3 separate regions of the Hordeum vulgare genome follow, and regions 1 and 2 are each linked to region 3. A link is a contact called in public Hi-C data. All regions are on one chromosome and are shown on one strand. Each heading gives the region's core, a stretch centred on a gene start, on an enhancer-like site or on the middle of the called end of the contact. The rest is flanking DNA. Distances are from core to core; before and after follow the strand shown. Region 1 has its middle 22 kb from the start of LOC123440178. Region 2 has its middle 190 kb from the start of LOC123444284. Region 3 holds the start of LOC123444284 (brassinosteroid LRR receptor kinase BRI1).

What was found. Hi-C and Micro-C count contacts between places; a contact is called where the count stands out from the background.
Region 1: a Hi-C map of seedling shows a contact between it and region 3, with 5 times the contacts expected there. The contact joins the enhancer-like site here to the promoter of LOC123444284 in region 3. A contact is called at or near these places in 3 of 6 Hi-C or Micro-C datasets (leaf and seedling) and 1 of 1 datasets of contacts at active chromatin or transcription factors (embryo).
Region 2: a Hi-C map of leaf shows a contact between it and region 3, with 1.9 times the contacts expected there. The contact joins the enhancer-like site here to the promoter of LOC123444284 in region 3. A contact is called at or near these places in 4 of 6 Hi-C or Micro-C datasets (leaf and seedling) and 1 of 1 datasets of contacts at active chromatin or transcription factors (embryo).

Annotation. Positions count from the first base shown.
Region 1 is chr3H:464,905,925-464,909,414 of MorexV3_pseudomolecules_assembly, reverse strand. No RefSeq gene overlaps it. Among protein-coding and RNA genes, the nearest start is that of LOC123440178, 22 kb to the left of the region's middle. Within about 2 kb of position 1,339, at least 3 of the 3 cell types and tissues checked have open chromatin away from gene starts, as enhancers often do. A contact at or near this core is called in leaf and seedling, where this site is marked.
Region 2 is chr3H:464,489,788-464,493,332 of MorexV3_pseudomolecules_assembly, reverse strand. No RefSeq gene overlaps it. Among protein-coding and RNA genes, the nearest start is that of LOC123444284, 190 kb to the left of the region's middle. Within about 2 kb of position 1,357, at least 3 of the 3 cell types and tissues checked have open chromatin away from gene starts, as enhancers often do. A contact at or near this core is called in leaf and seedling, where this site is marked.
Region 3 is chr3H:464,681,167-464,684,455 of MorexV3_pseudomolecules_assembly, reverse strand. It overlaps LOC123444284 (brassinosteroid LRR receptor kinase BRI1), which reads left to right and starts at 1,507. Exons shown (of 1, transcript XM_045120961.1): 1 at 1,507-3,289. The coding sequence starts at 1,713.

The sequences.
Region 1 (3,490 bases), core at 90-2,589, 230 kb before region 3:
CTCTTCATATTAACCGACATGTCCTTTAATCACGTCATTTGTAACCATAGCATGTGTGTAATGCGTCACTTCACAGGATATCATCATTATCTATAAACAGTGTTTATGAGAAGAAAATAGCTCCCGAATCACGGGCGACGTGTCTTATTACTCACAAAAAGCGTTATATACCAGTGCCCAAATAAATGTATGGGACATATACCTAATTGATATGCAACGCCGGACGCGACACATATCCTGCGATAGCCCCCGTAAGTGGACGTGGGTGATGCCCACGTAAGCATATAGACGAATGATTTTCCATCGGTTTTGGTAATTTCCATGCTTTGTGTAGCTTCCAGATGGTGATAGTTATTTTTTTTACATTTTCTTCGTTTCCTTGTTTCTTTATGGTCGTTTCTTATTTTACTTTTTCTCTTTTTGATTTTATTTTATTTCCTATTTCGTCTTTTCTGTTTTAATTGCAATTTTTTGAACATCTATTTGAATTCATTAACATTGTTCGAATTCGCAAACATTTATTTTCTGTGTTTCTTAGCCCGGTTCTTTGGTTTTTTCTAATTTTCTATTCTTCTCTTTCATATATTTTTCCAAAAAAAATGTTGAACGTGCATTTTAAAAAAAGCTCAGAGTGTATTAGAAAAAAGTTCACTATATGTTAAAATACTATTCACCATAAATTGAAGAAACATTCACCGTATATAAATAATGATCATTGTATACTTAAATTGTATTCAGTGCGTATATGGAAAAAATGTTCACCGTATATTAAATATGATCACCCTATATTAAAATACTGTTCAATGTGTGTTTGAAACAACTTCACCGTATATTAGAAAATATTTTGTGTGCATTTTGAAAATTGTTCACGACATATTAGATTTTTTTTTCATAGTACCAAAAACTATAAAAGAGGAAAAAGTAAAAAAAGGCAAATGAAAACTAGAAGAGAAACTATACCTGATTGAGACAAAGAAAAACAAATGAAAGGGGAAAATAAAATCACAAATCGTACTACGTACAGTAGGCTACATTTCCGTGCTTAGTCTACTTTTTTTTGCTAGAGATCCGATGTGCTACTAGGCTAGCCCACCCCACGCGCTGGGACGTTCGCCTAGTGAAGCACGCGACGCGAGCGTCCTGGTCGCAGGAAGCGGTACATAGCACATTAGCACCTCCCTCAACTCACACATGCACGTCGTTGTTGTGTCCGGAGATAGCGGGAGCTATCGATAAGATCAGGCGATAAGATCAGATGCGGTCCAAGACGGTCCCTGGCAAGCCGTAACGGGGCAGACGGCTCAGCGGACACACGGATACGCGACGAGTGAAGCAGCCCACGGTATCCAACCTCGCCATCACAGCATTCAAAGTGCAACGGGGGAGGCCCACGGTTGCATCCCGTTACTTGCACACGAACGTAACTGTCCGTCCCGTTCACTATCAAAGTCCCACGTGCGGTAGTCCCACAAGCTCCTCCTAGCAGCATCGGCCTTAGAGCTTCTACACCCGGACACTACACACTACACACCCGGACACTACACACTACAGTGCAATATGATCTCTTGCAAACAACCTTGTGGTTGGATGGTTAGAGGGACAGTGATATCCCCAGCCCATCAGGGTTCGAATCCTCCTGCTTGCATCAGGATTTTCGGCGATACGCTTTCAGTGGAAGCAGACGTTCCCGTCGACGACGAGGCGCCTACGGTGACTTTGTAAATCTCAAGATGATATGCCACGACGAGACGCCTACGGTGACTTCGTAAATCTCAAGATGATATGCCGGCTTAGTCTCTCGGAGGTGCTCATAGGGGTAGGGTGCGTGTGCGTTCATAGGGATGAATGTATGCGTGTGTATATGAGTACTTGCGTTTGTACTATGTTAAAAAATGATTTCCTAAACGCCCGCACACGCGTCCGGTCAATGACGGACGTATTCTTTATTTTCCGTCCGCGTAGCCACATTCCTCTTTTTTTCTGATATGTCCGATCACTTGCACGTGATTGATGAAAAGAAAAACGAAAGAAAGAAAAGAGTGAATAAAGAAAAGAAAAAGATGATCCGAAATGCGACTGCGTCCTGCGTGGTGGATTGATCGGGTGCATCGGCGAGTCCTCATATCCTCCTTCTCGGGAATATAACCCCAGGATTTAGCCAGTTTTATGGGGCTGGGTCAAGCCGCATGGACGACATGAGAAGATGGGCCAGATGACTTAGTCGACAAGCCACTAAGCGGCACATCACCAGAAGGCGGCGGCTCAAAGACGTAGAGGGCAAGAGACGCGAGAAGTTTTTCTCACATGGAAAGAAAGATAAGGTAGATTTGTAGTAGGACGCAGGTGTTATTTGACCCAAACTTTGTTGTAAACTTGGGGCTTCTACCTATATATAAAGGAGAAACCACAAGTCAGAAAGATCAAGTAAGAAAGCCCTAGAGCTAGGTTAGCGATTCTGCATCCTTGTAATCGATATTCCCATCAATACAACACAAAGCAGGACGTAGGCTTTTACATTCATTGGAGGGGCCGAACCTGGGTAAATCCGCCTCTCGTCCCCAATCAACCCCTTCGAGTCGCCACACCGCGACGATGGCCTCACCACTAAGTTCATTCACGAGGACATCTGCCGTGACAAAATCACGACAATTGGGAGTCCACCTGGGTAAATCCGCCTCTCGTCCCCATGGGGCTGTCACAAAGTGGAGTTGAGTTCTCGGAGGGAGCTCTTCCGGGATTTGGGAGTCGCGTGTTGGCTATGATGATCAAGAGTCGCCGCAACGATCGCTACATCGACAATGCAGGTTGGGGCATTAAGGTCGGCTTAGCAGAAACTAATCCACAGATCCCCTTTGATCAGATCTACGCAACGGTGCTCGGGTCGGACATCCACACCACCATCAACGATCCAACTTGGTGCGATCGATTTCAAGCTGGTCGTCATCACGTCTTCATCGGATTCACCCACGGGCTCAGCCTTGCGGATGAACCGGCGAGCAGTGAGAGCATCCTCGACAACTACAATCAAACTGACGAGTCTTTCATAGGAGACACTGGATCCATCTTTCCCCTCGGTCATGAACTTGGAGGAGCTCCGGAGGAAGAAGTTGTCGGGGAGCCAGACGATCCGCCTCGACAAGTCATTATTTACATGGCTGGAGGCGCGCCTGCACTAGGTCCATCCGCGGTAGGAGCCCTCAATGGGGCTGGCGGATCGAGCAAAACGCCGGCTCAAGCCATGAGCGACCTGGTGACCGAGATGACTAAACTCTTGGAGGATACAATCACCGAGGAGAACCGGGAAGAGCGTAATGCGGAACTAGCAAGACATCGCACAAAGATGGTCAAGATCCAGAAAGAGATCGACGCTGAAAATGTTTGGATGGTAGATACGGAGAGTCGAATCTATGACGAGTCAGAACGTTTACGAGCAGAGGCGTGGCGGCTTGGACTTTGACAAGAGGCCAACGAGGCAGTTCACCTAAGGAGG
Region 2 (3,545 bases), core at 108-2,607, 190 kb after region 3:
TTTCCCCCACCAAAGCATATTTCGCGAATATGCTCTTTTACGGATCCGTTATGCGGTGTCTGCATCCGCGTCCGTACGCGTCGGTCCGCATAGATATTTTTAAACGAACTGCAAACACGTTTTACGGGCCGGGCGAATGCGGGGTGTGCTAGAGTTGCTTTAAGATGAACCTCAACAACTCCATGGTCCGTGTGAGCAGGAGGGGATCCCCGCGATTCGGAACTGTTCCTCGTCTCCCTGGCTCGTGGCGCCGGCGCGTTGCCCCGGGTGGATAGACGTGCAGATTTGTTCACCCGCTACGGGCCTACGGCCACGCCTACCGGTACGTGCATGTCACATCCTTCTCCGACGATCCATCCGCGACGGACGGCCATGGCCGCGGCTTTCGGCGCGCTTGATGTATTGATCGGCACGTGGAACCCTGGCGCGAACGCTGCGACGTGGCCACCCCGCACGGTGCCTATGCCCGTCCGGGTCCTTCGTACTTTTGACTCCCTGCTTGTTGTTATCAAAATGGAGCCGGTAGTCTGCTTTGCGCATCGCCGCACGAACGTAATCCTTTCACCAACCCTGGCAGGCTACTACTGTCAGGCCCGGCACACGAATCGCACGTACCGTGGCAAGATTGAAGTACGCATATGCTCCCTCCGTCCTGAGTACATGGAAGGTTGAAATACACATATGAATGGAACAAAAATACAGCAGATGTAAAGGAATTCTCCGTAGTAACGAACGATACGTTTATATTCCTTTAACAATCGAACGTTACCTTCGTATGAACAAAGTCACTGGTACGTGACGAAAGAATCACTCTCAGAAGTCACAAAATCCTGTCAGTCGAAAAGAAAAGAAAAAGGCCTATCACGACCCACTCGATCTCTTGGTAAACCAGACCGAGCCGATCGCATCCTACTTCTCGTTTCCTCACTCCGGTCAAGGTTCCTCCTATTAGTAAGGGCAGCTCAAAAAAAAAACTTTGAACACAATTTCAAATTAGCTTTTCTACCGATTGAGCTGTACAATAAAGTAGTCCCCAACTAATAATAATAATAATAATGATAAAGTAATCCCAACTAAACCACCATCCACATGCTTCGAGAAGTTTCTTACTTTGTGTTTTGAAAAAAGTTTGTTATTTTGGTCAACATGCAAAAACCATTTCTTGTCCAATGGCCAATTGCAGCGCGAGAGGGCAGGATTTCGAGATCTCATCCAAGACCTGGAATAAAGAAGCAGAAGCCGGGAAGGCTCCTTTTGACAAAATTTGATCTCTGAAGTGACAGCTGGCATGCACGCACCCTATCTTGTTAGCAACGGGTATTATTCACATGATCATTGCGTGATTGAGTGGACGAAAACCAATCCCAGCGCTTTATCTCACGAGCTGATTCAGCCCCTAGCGCAAGTTCCAGCTAAGTTCCAGGTCGGCCATGTATCCAGTTTTTTCGCTGTACGGCTGCCGAATTATAGGACTTCTGTCCGATGTTGATGGTGGTTACTCTGAATCTGGATTGCTTCCTCGTGACAGCTGCTTCCCTATATGGCTGGTGAAGATGAAGAAGATCAATCTGTTGTCAAATCGTGTGTTCCACATTCTCCTTCTCTGAATCTCGAGCTACATTCGGAGGGGGCAATATGCCGTGCAGGCATTATGTAATTTGCTGTGATATATTGCGATTTCAGTTAAGTATGGAAGCGATGACTGCAGAAAGAGAAGTGACACAAATATTCGGTTTTGCTATTAAAAGTTATAAGGGCTCGGCCCGCAAACTGGACACCACATTCGTCCGCGAAGGAAGGAAGACCGGTCCACGAAGACACATACGGAAGTCAGCCATTCAAAGCTATCCACATATATTTCAACATGGTTTAAAATAACTGAATGCATTATATGCAAACTAAATGATTTTCATTTAATCCAAATGAAAATATTTACATTTCACACGCGTTGTACCTTCTTAGTATGATATAGATGTTTTTTAATTCTTTTTTCTGTGGGCTAAATTTTGCTATGGCATGGCCTCCTAGGCTCGCGCGAGTACTAGATGATCTTTTATCCACCTCTTCGAGTCAAAAAAATCTAAGTCATTGTGATTTACCCTATTTTTTATATATTTTTCTCGACCATGCCATCATCGCCACCTTTGGACTCGCCGCTCATCATTATCGAACCAGTGCGGCCGCCCCACATCCGAGTCAGCACGTGAGATCCTCTCTCCTCGCACATCTTCTTCCCCTCCCCTCACACATCTTCTTCCCCTCCCCTCGCGCTTCCCTCGTTTACGGACGCCTGTAGAACATTAGTAGTGTTGAATTAGATTTAGTAGTGCACAATCCAATCATACTTAGTAGAATTTGATTTACTAGTGTAGAAATCAATTTTGTGCTTTGGGTGGAATATTTTTTAGTGTTGAATATGTTTTGGTGTCGAGTTGGATGCTTGTTTTTTGTGTTGATTTAGTAGTGTTCAATCAGATTATACTTAGTAGAATTTGTATTATTAGTGTATAAATCGATTTTATACTTATTAGTGAAGAAATTATTTTTAGTTTAGAACCAAATGCTATTCTTTGTGTTGGTTTAGTAGAGTTCAATCCGATTATACTTAGTAGAATTTAATTTGCTAGTCTAGAGACCGATTTTATGCTTATTAATGTTCTATTCAATCTTGTTATACTTAGTAAAATTTGATTTACTAGTGTAGAAACCGATTTTTAGTGTCAAATCTCTGATATATATGTCTAATGCACAATCCAATTTACATACTGTACAATTCGATGAATTTATTCTTTTGTGATGAATGCTTTTGTGTAGAAACTATTGATTTTTTGATAAATTAATTATATATAATATATTCATAAAAACATGATAGGTACATATCTGAAATCATGACACTCGGCCTTAGTGACAAGAATTAGTCACCTTAAGTCATAATAACATCAATCTTATCTTAGTGGATACTAGGGATTAATCCCTAACAAAACTGATTTGATTACATATGAAATCTTATCTAACCCAACTACCTTCAGCATGCCTACAATGAAATTACTCACACATGGTTGTGAGCATCATGAAATTGTTGATGGAGAAGGCTTGTTGATGACGACGGTGATGAATCCCTCTCTCCGGAGCCACGAACAAACTCCACATTATGGCTCCCGATAAAGCACTAAGACATGTGCAATGTGATGTTCGATTGTTGTTGGTAAAAAAATTTATTGTTATGCATGCAAAAGCTAAATCGAATTTGAATATACTAAATAAATGTAAACAAACAATTGCTATAACTTTTAATTCTTAGTACGGTTGGCTTTTGCATGTGGCTCGGATTAATATGTTGGATCTGCAATGCGTATATTTTCCACTAACATATTTTGCTGATAGCATGCCAAATCTCACTTATAATATGATCAATATCTATCTTAAATACGTTACACAGGGAATAATGGAAGGTATTGAAGTTTACCATCGAGGTTTGCACATTCACGATCCTTTGGCTAATAACACATTATTGTGCAATTGCAGAAACCATTCTAATATTTAGG
Region 3 (3,289 bases), core at 258-2,757:
GCGAGCAGGCCGCGGGGGGCTAGCGCGGCCGGCGGGGCGAGCGCGGCGGAGCGGGGCGAGCGCGACCGGCGGGGCGAGCGCGGCGGAGCGGGGCGAGCAAGGCCGGCGGGGCGAGCGCGGCGGAGCGGGGCGAGCAAGGCCGACGGGGCGAGCGCGGCCGGGCGGGGCGAGGGCGGCCGAGCGGGGCGCACGCGGTGGGCGAGGCTAGCGCGGCGGGCGGGGCTAGCGCGGCCGGGCGGGGCGAGCAAGGCCGGCGGGGCGAGGGCGGCCGAGCGGGGCGCGCGCGACGGGCGAGGCTAGCGCGGCGGGCGGGGCTAGCGCGGCCGGGCGGGGCGAGGGCGAGCGCGGCCGAGCGGGGCTAGCGCGTCCGGGCGGGGCGAGGGCGAGCGCGGCGGGCGGGGCGAGCGCGGCCGGGCGGGGCGAGGGCGAGCGCGGCCGAGCGACGTGGGATGATGGAGAGGAAAGGATGTGATGCGGTCAAAATATTATTATTTTTACCTGTCCATCCCCAACTAGCTCCAATTAGCACCTCTTTTCAGGGCTAGTTTTTTTGATGGGTTAGTTTGCATCTAACCCAAACTAGCCCATGTGTTTGGATAGTTTGGGAGCTAGTTCAGCTCAAACTAGCTCAAACTAGCTCTAGCGGTGGGATCCAAACAGGGCCATTGCATGGATATTATTCCCTCAACGGTTTGCAAGTCTACTAGCAAGACAACACTGCGTAACTGCATGCGCTATGTTATTGTTTCTTGCGGGAAATTGCATGCGCTTGTCGAACCAGCGCGTACGTACGGTCAGGGGTCAGCCAAAGGCTCGAACAAACGACGGCACCGAGGCGTACCGGGGAGGAAAGGGCATCCCCGGCGAGCTTGTGCGGCCGTGCGTGATGACTTGATCACGTCGCGCAGTCTAGCGTAGCGATCGGCCTGACACTGCTCGCTGCTGCCTGCGTGGGCGCCCGGGAGGGGGACGACCGAGAGAAGGGGGGCGTTGTGGGGAGCCCGGAAAAAGGTGGCACGCCGCACGCACGCACCCACGCACGCACGCTCGTTCCGGCCGGCCGTCCGGATCGGATCTACCAGCCCACCTCGGAATTAAAGACAAAAACCCTTCGCGAAGCAACGCAGCCCACGCGTCCCGGATTCCGCACGCCCGCCTCGGACCGCGACCTCCCCCTCCCCCTCCCCTCTCTCCTCCACGACGACGATGATGAGATGAGACCCAAAGCAGTCATTTCCTCCCGCCTCGCCTCGCCTCGCCTCGCCAGACCCGGGGCGGCACGTGAGCGCGCCTCGAGCAGCGCAGCTCCTGTCCCCTGCCCCCGCCGCGCCGATGGGATCGGGTAATAAGCGTCCGCCGTAACTATCGGATAAGCACCGTGCTTTGGGGTTCGGTTAGCCAGCCCTAATCGCACACCGGATTACGACGATTCGTTCGCGGGCGAGGGCACATGCCATGTGACCCCACCACCACTGCCCCCTCTTACCTACAGCTGTTTAATCTGCCCCCCCCTTCTCCCTCTCCCTCTCCCTCGCTTCTCCTCCCTTCTCTCTCTCCCTCCCTTTCTTTCTCCCCCCCCACCCCACCACCACCACCACCATCTTGACGGACTCCCCACACTCTCTCCCTCCTCTCCCTCTCCCTCTGCCTCTGCTCCCACTTCGGCAGACCGCTTCTCGCATGGTCTCAAGGTAGAGCGAGCGAGCTCCCACATGGATTGCCTGCGGCTGGCGGTAGCGGCGGCGGCGCTCCTTCTCGCGGCGCTCGCGGCGGCGGCCGACGACGCGCAGCTGCTGGACGAGTTCAGGATGGCGCTGCCCAGCCAGGCGCCGCTCGAAGGCTGGACCGCGCGGGAGGGCGCCTGCAGGTTCCCCGGCGCGGTGTGCCGGGGCGGGCGGCTCACGTCGCTCTCGCTCGCCGCCGTCACGCTCAATGCCGACTTCCGCGCCGTCGCCAACACCCTGCTGCAGCTCAGCGCCGTCGAGCGGCTCAGCCTGCGCGGCGCCAACGTCAGCGGCGCGCTCGCGGCCGCCAGGTGCGGCGGCAAGCTCGAGGAGCTCGACCTCTCCGGGAATGCCGCGCTGCGCGGCTCCGTCGCCGACGTCGCCGCGCTCGCCGGCTCCTGCGGCGCGCTCCGGACGCTGAATCTCTCCGGTGACGCGGTTGGTGCGGCCAAGCCCGCTGGCGGTGGCGGTGGCGGGCAGGGGTTTGCGGCCCTCGACGCCCTCGACTTGTCCAGCAACAAGATCGCCGGAGATGCCGACCTTCGCTGGATGGTGGGTGCCGGCCTTGGGTCTGTCCGGTGGCTGGACCTCGCCTGGAACAAGATCTCCGGCGGCCTCTCGGACTTCACCAACTGCTCCGGCCTGCAGTACCTTGACCTATCCGGCAACCTCATCGCCGGCGATGTCGCCGCGGCGGCGCTCTCCGGCTGCCGCAGCCTCAGAGCGCTCAACCTCTCCAGCAACCATCTCGCCGGCGCGTTCCCGCCCAACATCGCCGGCCTCACCTCGCTCACCGCCCTCAACCTGTCCAACAACAACTTCTCTGGCGAGGTCCCCGCCGACGCTTTCACCGGCCTGCAGCAGCTCCAGTCGCTGTCCCTCTCCTTCAACCACTTCAGCGGCTCCATCCCTGATTCCGTCGCTGCGCTGCCGGACCTCGAGGTGCTCGACCTCAGCTCCAACAACTTCTCCGGCAGCATCCCCGACTCCCTCTGCCAAGATCCCAACTCGAGGCTCCGCGTGCTCTACCTTCAGAACAACTATCTCTCCGGCAGCATCCCGGAGGCCGTCTCCAACTGCACCGACCTCGTCTCCCTCGACCTCAGTCTCAACTACATCAACGGCTCCATCCCGGAATCCCTCGGCGAGCTTAGCCGCCTCCAGGACCTTATCATGTGGCAGAACTTACTGGAGGGCGAGATACCTGCGTCTCTGTCAAGCATTCCCGGCCTGGAGCATCTCATCCTCGACTACAACGGGCTCACCGGCAGCATCCCGCCGGAGCTGGCCAAGTGCAAGCAGCTCAACTGGATATCCTTGGCGAGCAACCGGCTGTCTGGGCCGATCCCCTCGTGGCTTGGGAAGCTCAGCAACTTGGCAATCCTAAAGCTGAGCAATAATTCCTTCACCGGAAAGATACCCGCAGAGCTTGGTGACTGCAAGAGCTTGGTATGGCTGGACCTCAACAGCAACCAACTTAATGGATCAATTCCACCCGAGCTGGCAGAGCAGTCGGGGAAGATGACCGTTGGCCTCATTATTGGGCGGCCCTATGTGTATCTTCG